2 separate regions of the Macaca mulatta genome follow, and region 1 is linked to region 2. The links are chromatin contacts, called in public Hi-C maps. All regions are on one chromosome and are shown on one strand. The core of a region is the stretch at or near the end of the contact, and the rest is flanking DNA. Distances in the headings are between cores, read along the strand shown. Region 1 holds the start of BTG3 (BTG anti-proliferation factor 3). Region 2 holds the start of LOC144340135.

Region 1 (4,190 bases), core at 840-3,339, 220 kb after region 2:
TATTGTTTGCTATGTGTCTATTTCACAGTGTTCAGCTGTGAGAAATTTTTTTCTTTTTTTACACAGAGTCTTGCTCTGTCACCCAGGCTGGAGTGCCATGATGTCATCATAGCTCACTGCAGCCTCAATTTCCTGGGCTCAGGTGATCCTCTCACCCCAGTCTCAAGAGTATCTGAGACTACAGCAGCGTGTCACCACATCTGGCTAATTTGTGTATTTTTTGTAGAGATTGGGTTTCACGGTGTTGGCCAGGTTGGTCTTGAACTCCTGGGCTCAAGTGATCCTCTCTCCTTGATCCCCCAAAGTGCTGGGATTACAGGCATAAGCTACAGTGCCCAGCCTGAGAATTTTTTAAAAGTCATTTTGAAATCGGGTTTCAGGTTCTTGCCGGTGTTTTTTGAATATGGTACTGCTCTAAGACTGGAAAATGTGGACCATAGATTTATAAATACTACACAAAATACTAGTCCTAAACTATAGAAATTTCTGGACAAATTTTGAGTAATGTGGGTGGTTACCTAGCTATTTTATGAAACTGCAGAATTAAAGGCCTTTATGTGTAAAAATAACCTTATCAGCTTATGATTTTAAAATAAAAACACCTTCACACCTCCTAGAAGACTCCAAGGTGTAAATATCCTCTTTAAATGTACCAGTAAGTAGACTTAGTCCTAGAACAGTGTAATTTTTTTTTCTACAAATAAAGTTTATTGTACTGTTTGGGGGATGGTATATTTATTGCTGCTAAAAAATTATTTTGAATTGCTAATAGGCTATAATAACAAACATCAGTAATAAAAATTCAAAACATTCATACAACTGAGCTGAAAACACGCTCCCAGGCCTAGTGGGCAGTAAGGAATCTGGCCAATATATGTATAACTTGAACATTCAGTTCTCAAGTAATTTACAACGTGTTTTAGCCCTCTTTTAAAAATCACAATAAAAAGGTAGGAATATCTTGTATTCCTCCCGCCAGTTGGACGTATGAAAGTGCTTTCCCAAAAACTAAGACCATGGTGCTAACTCAATATAAAAGGTTGACAAAAATGTTCCTTCTTTTCTTCAGAAAGTTAATGTTCCCTCTCCATATTTGTATTTGCTCAAAGATGAAGGTTTCCATCTGGGAAGTCCTTGAGTAGAGTGGCTCAGAAATAGAAAGCCTGGACTCTCAAGGCTTCATTCCTTTAGCCAACATCCTTGGAACCTCTCCTTTGTGCAAAACACAGTGGCCGGTGCCAGGGCAGCACACAAGCGTCCACAGGAGGCAGTCCCTGCTGTGACGGGCCAGGGAAGGGCCCAACTAGGAGTGCCAACAACCGCCTAAAATACGGCAGGGCGGCTGCACGGTGAACGCGCGTGTAATTAACTACAGCAAGAAGGATGAGGATCTGTCCATAAATGCAAAGTCCCCCTTCCCGTCGAGTCCGTGCCCCCATGAAACCCCGGGTCTAGAGAGCTGGGTCTAGCACTCGCCATCCGGCCCTGAGGGTGTCAAGTGCAGCGTGGAGAGACCTGAGGGGGAAAACAAAAGGCCGAGACAGCCGAAAGGACCCAGCCCGCGCGACCCCCCGAAGGCGCTGACGCACGTAGGGCGGCCGGGCGGGGGTTCCACAGGCCCTCAGCGCCGCTCTTTGCCGGGGAGGGAAGCCCGCGGTGCTACGGACCGCGCCGTCGCGGTCGAGGATCTGCGCCTGGCTCATGACAGGGCGAGGGTGTGTCGCCTCCGGTGCGGCTAGGCCCGGGGCTCAGGGGCGTCCTCGCGGCGAAGCCCCGCCCCCGGCACCGCCCCTCAGGCGCGCGAGCCGATCCCGCGCGGCGCCAACCCTTTCCCGGGTCATCGCCCCTCCCCTCTTCCGGGCCGCGAGCCCCCTGCGCGCCGCTTTGGGGCTGAGCTCGCTCGTGTGCGCGCTCGCCCGCCCGCCAGTCCTCTCAACGCGCGCTTGGCCGCCCGACGACGCGGGAGCCGCACGCGCCGGACGAGGCTCGCTGCGCTCCCTGTTGCCGAGCGCGGGCCCGTTGAGGCGGAGCCCTCAGTTCCCGGCCAGGACACGGTCTGGGCCGCCGAATCTCCGGCCGGAGAGCGGCGGCGGCAGCGGCGGTGAGGAGACCGGGCCGGGGAAAGGCAGACATGGCGGGGCTGTGGGTATCGGGGGAGGGTGGTCCCGGCGCCCCTGCGGCCACGTCGAAGGCTCGCTGGCGGGCGGCGCACCGGGGACAGGGGAGGGGCAGGGGATGGAACCAGGTTGCATGGGCTCCCGCTCGGCGCCAGAGCAGGGCTGCGGGCCGCGAGGGCGGCCCGCGAGGCTTTCCGCGGGACCCTCGGCGGGCGCCTGAGGAAAAAGACGCCGCCTCAAGGCTCCTGCCACGTTTCCACAGCGCGTTATCTTCCGCCTCCGGGTGGGCGACAGCCCCGCCGCTTCCCACCTTCTGCCCACCCCCTTCGCGTCGGTGGGTTTGCTGGAGCCCCGCTTGTTTGCTGGAGCGTCGCGCCTCCGGGAAGCCGGGTCCTCGAACCCTGGGCCCCCCGCCGGGGACAGCGGAGCCGCGGGCCGGCGGGGCGGGCGCACCCTGGCGAGGATGTTGTCGGGGAGGCTGGGCATTGGCCGCCAGGGCCCTTCCCCTTGAACTTGGGGAAAACCGGGATTGCAGAAGTTGGGCGCAGCTCAAGGCGGTTCTTTCAAGAGTGGGTGGAGATGTGTGATGCCTCCTCACCTACCTCTCTTAAAACCCCGGCGGGAGAGCCTAGCAGCAGCTTTCGATGGCTTCCAAAAGTCCAACTCCTGGCCCCTTGGAAAATTATCTCCCCTGTTCGTGGTTTGGAGCCGGCTTTGTGGCGCCGCCGAGGCCGGGCAGGGGCTCCCCTCCCCACGGGCCAGTCTTCTCGCGCCCTCCACCTTGGGAACGTCTATCAGGAGAAAAATGTGTTCCTAGAAACGTTTGCGATTAGCTTTTCGTTACAAGGGAGGGAAAAGTACAAAGTTATAAACTCCTGCGAGGCCGAGCTTCATTCCTTTTGGGTTTTATCCACGCAGCCGTGAGCAGAGGAGCCTTGTGGAACAAAGTAGAACTTGAGGAGCAGCCGCCGCGGTGACGAGGTCCCAGGATGACGTCACCGTGCGATATTTAAAATGGGAGCCTTTTGCTCTGAGTGTGGGTGGAGGACGCCTACTCACTCAAGACGCCTCAGGTCTTCTTGGCCCTGCTTGCCTCTGGTGGTTCTCTCCCTGACTGTAACTCTCCCTCTTTCACCTTTTGGTGCTCCTAGAATATTGGTGGGAGTGGGCTTCTTTTTCAGCTGTTCCAGCCATCATTTCTTCAAACGGGGAAAACAAAGTCCAAATGAGTCATCTTGTGTTACAACCAAAAGCAACCACTAAGTGGTTCTTTCCTTCGTATTTTTTTTTTTTATATGAAGCAGAGCAAACAAAAATGCAGAACTCAGATATATGGCACATAGTTGGCAAATGTAATGAATGAGGAGAATGATCTAGTTAAAGATTCAGTAAATTTCTTTAGTGTGGTTCCTTGTTTGCTTTGCTGGAGTGGAGGCTAATGTAGTTCCATCAGCAAAACTTTCTTCCCAACCCGTATGTTAAATTGCCTTGGGGTTTCTTTTCCATCGTATGGTGGTGGAATATAAATGTAGCTTTATAAAGTGGAAATGGCTCACATTTTTCAGGAGGAGGCTGCACAGCAGTCGTGGTGAGCTGGGGTTATGGGGTTATGTGTACTTGCACACTCGTGTGTGGACCCATGCCCAGTGCCTGGTAGCTGGCTGTAGAAGGTGAATTTGTCATTCTAGGGTTCTGGAAGGAAGATTTGTGCCTTCCCCTCCAGGATCAGGCTATCTGTGGCTGCCAGCACACCTCTCAGATAACTGTGTAGAATTTATTTCACAGTGAGGTTCCTTGTTTGAATTTGCACTTGGAGTAAAGGAGTCACATTCTGAAGAGAGACTTGAGCAGTTTGAGAGAAGAAAGCTAACAATCAGCTTTATTTTTTTTTGAAATGTGGGAACACAGACTACTGCTAGGTTAGTCGTTTTTATGCTAAACATAGCAGAGGCTCTGTGTCTTTAATACGTAATTGGCTCCCTAAAAAGGTGATGTTGCTTACTGAATGCAGCATCTTAATAACTCCAGGTTACAGCAGCCAGATGAATGAGCTCACTGAGTAGAGACAGAACA
Region 2 (4,820 bases), core at 83-2,582:
AGGGAGAGGTGGAACGGATTCGTCTATCTACGCACCTCGACGAGGGGGGTGTGAGGAGCTACGTTCCAGAGAACGGTAAGAAACTCCGGCCAGGACACACGGAATCACCGGAGAACTCGAGGCGAAGGTGCGGCGTCGGTGCAGGAGTGGAGGGGCGGGCCCGTAGCAGCCCTGCGAGCGCGCAGTTGTGCCCGCGGCCGCGCCACCCTCCCCGCAGCCTTCGCGGGATGGCGCCGGCGGGAGAGGGCGGGGCCAGGCGCGCGGCGGCCGCCTCTGCTGCGGCCGGAAACAATAGTGGAGGAACCCGAGCCGCGCGGAAAGGCGGTGGTGGCCCGCGGAGACGGACGGTAAAGACCCCGAACCCCTGCTCCTGTCCCACCTGAGCCCAGATCCCCCGTCCCATCGTGCCGCCTCCTTCGAGTTCCGAGCCCCGAGGCCCCTCGCGCTGCTGCGCGCCAGGCGCCCCGACGGACGGACCGACGGAGAGACTGACGTGGGTCCGCGACTCCCTGGGGGCGGCCGCGCGCCCGCAACGCTGAAGGACGGGCCAGGACCCGGCTCCCCGAGACCCTGAGGCTGGGCGGGCCGGCCGCCGTGGCCGTCGGACGCTTTCTTCCCTCTGGGAGGAATCCCGGAGCGATGGGACGAGTCTCTCCCGCCCGCTGGGCTCCAGGGTGCCGCGGTTCTCCCGGCTCCGGCTTGGGCCCCTCCGGCGGTGCCTGGCTGGTACCGTGAATCCGCCGCTCGGCCTTCGGTGTGGTTGCCCTGGACACGGCGGGACGCCCTCCCCAGGTGTTCGGTACCCACGTGCATTTTGCTGCCGCCGACCTCCGTTCGATGCGAAGCTTCGCAACTCCGAGTTCGCGAGGCGCATCTGAGGTTCCCCCAATGGAAGTTAGCAAAGCAGTGTCCCGTGCAGGTCGTTTTTCCTGTTTCTCACAGCGTTAACTAGGTTGACAGAACCTGGTAGCTGAAGAGGCCTCGCTGCTAAGCCCTGTGTCTGATTATTCGAGGTTGGGGGACGAAGGAGGAGGACTAGAATGCCCGCAAACCTCTCTCCTTCAGGTCCCCTTAACCCAATCAACTATAGGACAAAATAGACACTGACATAGTGTCACCTATGGCCTAGTTTTAAGTTTTACTAGCTTTGTGTCTTTGCACAGGAAAAGTGCAATGTTGAAGTGCAAGTATGGCGATGCTTGTTTGATGGAGCTTTTGCTTTAGACGAGCTGAACAGCATCCTTGTTTCCTAGAAGTTCCCCGAAAAGGAAACTACCCCAAAGGCAGGTTCTTGAATTGTGTAACTTTCCTTTTCTGTTTCTTAATAGGGGCACTATGAACGAAGAGGAGCAGTTTGTAAACATTGATTTGAATGATGACAACATTTGCAGTGTTTGTAAACTGGGAACAGACAAAGAAACACTCTCCTTCTGCCACATTTGTTTTGAGCTAAATATTGAGGGTAAGCACACGGTGTAGTTTTGATTTTACGGCATGAATTTAATACAGCTGCTTTATCCTGGTTGTAAGGTAAAACTAAAATATCTTCAATGATTGGAAATTGTGCTAAATATGAATAGTGTAGAGATTTGTTAAAGATAAGGTTTCTGGAAATGAAGGTGCAGTTAACAGAGTTACGAATTTAAGAGAAATCTTTGTTTTTTAAAGACCCCTGGAACAACCTCATTTTTCCTAATACAGAAATAAGTATGAGTGTTGATTGGGAAACGTGTTTTCTGGTTTGAGAGCTTATTGAATTGTCAGATTTTAACAGACGTGTGTGTTTTTCATATTAAGTAACATAATTTTTTTATTCTTTCAAGCCTATTATGCAAGTATTTGAGTGAGATAAGCCCGAACCCTTTTCTTACCAGTATGATCTTATTATCTGGAAAAATATTTTAAAATTTTTAGATTAACCTCTTTTCAGTGATCACACACACTGTTAGTAATTTTTGAAAACTGGAAAGGTTTTTAAAATTTTTTAATGGTGTCCCTAAGATATATGAAGAAAAATTCTCCAAATCCAAAAAAAAAAAAACACAGCCCTCTTAGAAGGTTGTATTTGGGTTGGTGCAGTTAGTGTCGTCATATTAAAATTGATTTTTGGTTTAGATATTTATGAGTCATACTAAAAAAAAAAACTTAATATTCTGGCCTGTAATTTGAGTTTTGAGTTGTTACATATCAGTAGAGAGACTTTATTAAACCTCCAGATTATGGACAGTTTCAAAATAGTTATTTCCTTTTTTCTGAATTATATATTTGAAATTTTTCATGATCTTTATTTTCTGTTCTGTAAGTATGGGGTATGAAATGTTCTTATAGTTTTAAAAAAATATAGTGGGGGATTATATACCTTGAAATTCCTGTTAGGACTTGTTATTCAGAAATTATTATAGTCACCAAACAGTATGTGATGGAAGATTATGGATTTCTTGTGTATTACATAGAATATCTATAACTTTGGCTTTAATAAATGTAGTGATTATAGCTAATTTCAAAAGATGATATAACAGGAACAGCGGTGTAGTCCTACAATTTCAGCTACTCCAGAGGTTGAGGTGACAGGATTGCTTGAGCCTAGGAGTTCAAGTCCAGTTTGGGCAGCATAGCAAGACCCCATCTCTAAAAGAATAAATAAAAATAAAAGGATAACTTAAAAATAAGTTTATTTTACAGTACTTAAATCATGCTAGGGTTAAAATCTGAATTTATGTTCTTTGAAAATAGAGGTGGCTTGTATATTGTTGATACATTGTAGAATTTTAATTTTAGATGGGTAAAGACATTAGAAATTATCTAGTCCAACCCCGTATTTTACCTTTAAGGAAACAGCCAAAAAGTTGGACTGCCCAGGGTTGCTGTAGTGGTGATGGCAACCTGTTGTTATGTGCCAGGCACTGTGCTAAACCCCTTATGTGGATTATCTTATTTAACTCAAGATAGCTTTGGAATGACTACTGTCATTTTCTATTTTCAATGTGATAGAGCTGAAACTTGGAGACCTAAGAAATACAGTTTGAAGTCACACAGCTCATAACTGACGATCCTGGACTAAAGCTTGACAGTCTGGTTCTAGTATATGTAATCTTAATACCATTGATCTACTGTCAATAGTTATTTTATATCAATAGGGCTAATGTTCTAATCCTAATTGGTTATCCTTGCTATTCTCTCAGCCATCTTTTTCTAACCAGTGTTTCCTGGCAACTCATCATTAATGGAGTTCGTACCATGATCGAATTTTTCCACAGAACCCTAAATTTTTGTAATTGCTTTTCTAGCTTTTTAAAATAAGCCTTTTATCTGGTATTCAGTCATTGTATAGAGATTATACAGATATTTCCTCAGGTACCATCTCTTAACATTTCAGCTCTGATAATATCTCAGCATGTAAGCATGGAATAAGTCCTTTGTTTTTGAAATCATAGTTACCTTCAGTGTAAAAGACAATTCTCAATTTGAATTAGAACTGTTTCATTAATATTCTATGTATAGTCAAGGTTTTATATATTAAAATCCCAATTTAATCTTTGTAAGTAAAATTAGAATCAAATAATTTCTTCTCTATCTGGTGTCAGTTCTCAGCTCTCACAAATACACATTTTCATTTTCACTACAGTTATCAGCTAGTGTATTACAACTGTTTTGTTTAATATGAGATTATTGTAAGCCGGCGTGGTGGCTGACGCCTATAATCCCAACACTTTGGGAGGCCAAGGCAGGTGGATCACTTGAGGTTAGGAGTTCGGGACCAGCCTGACCAACATGGAGAAACCCCGTCTCTACTAAAAATACAAAATTAACCGGGCATGGTGGCACATGCCTGTAATCTCAGCTACTCGGGAGGCTGAGGCAAGAGAATCACTTGAACCCAGGAGACAGAGGTTGCAGTGAGGTGAGATCATGCCATCGCACGCCAGTCTGGGCAACAAGAGCGAAACTCCGTCTCAAAAAAAAAAAAAAAAAAGATTATTTTAGAAAAGAGGGAAATGAGCATCTTGAATTGCACACAATTTTAGTTTTTGTATCAGTATACAGGACTTTAGAAATCAGTGGGGGAAAAATGTCATAATAATTACATACTAGAAAAATAACAAGGTATATTTGTTGTCGGTAAATCTTTTAAAATGTTTTTGAAGTTTTCTTTCCTCTACCAAGTTCCCAACACAATGCCTGTCAATAGGCTAGAATGTAAGAGGGGCTTTTTAAAAATGACATTTAACTTTACTAGTTTAGTGTAAAGTTTTTTGTAGTTTGGGAGTATTGCAGTTACCTGATTTCTTAGTGTACTAATTGCTAACTTTGCTCTAAGACACTCTTCTCTGAGAAGAGGCTGAGTAAAAATAAATTCTCTTGAGGAATAATAACAGTTAAGCTAGTTTTGAGTCCATACATTTGTAGTAAACAATAGTAATATTTTCTACTTTTTGGATTGTTGCTTACATCAAGTCAACACTGGTTTCCTAATCAACTAGCCTCTTGTTTAAAAGCTGTGTGCATGCATACGTTTATAAAATGAAGACAAAGGAAGGAAGAAAGAAATAACAAAAGACAATCTAATCTTGTATTGTGGGCATGGCTCTAAGTTGGCTTTTCTCTGTGACTTTACAATGATGAAAAGGAAAGAGGAGCCTAAATTTTACGTACTTCCAAGCCACAGGTGATATGCTTTAAGGACCTGAGAAACGCACTCTGAGGACTCAGATATTTTTAAATGTTTACAAGGTTAATTTTTTTTTTAAACTGTTCTTCATCATTTGATATGGTTTGGATCTGTGTCCCTACCCAAATCTCATGTTGAAATGTAATCCCCA

Evidence for each region. Hi-C and Micro-C count contacts between places; a contact is called where the count stands out from the background.
Region 1: a contact with region 2 is called in a Hi-C map of fetal cortical plate, with 1.7 times the contacts expected there. The contact joins the promoter of BTG3 here to the promoter of LOC144340135 in region 2. A contact is called at or near these places in 2 of 14 Hi-C or Micro-C datasets (fetal cortex germinal zone and fetal cortical plate).

Annotation. Positions count from the first base shown.
Region 1 is chr3:30,125,724-30,129,913 of T2T-MMU8v2.0, forward strand. BTG3 (BTG anti-proliferation factor 3) reads left to right here and starts at 2,090. Exons shown (of 5, transcript NM_001266041.1): 1 at 2,090-2,101. All of the region lies in intron 7 of CXADR (CXADR Ig-like cell adhesion molecule), which reads right to left.
Region 2 is chr3:29,911,254-29,916,073 of T2T-MMU8v2.0, forward strand. It overlaps LOC144340135, which reads right to left and starts at 1,333. Exons shown (of 5, transcript XM_077997931.1): 1 at 36-1,333. The coding sequence starts at 813. It overlaps C3H21orf91 (chromosome 3 C21orf91 homolog), which reads left to right and starts at 270. Exons shown (of 5, transcript NM_001194344.2): 1 at 270-347; 2 at 1,329-1,462. The coding sequence starts at 1,336.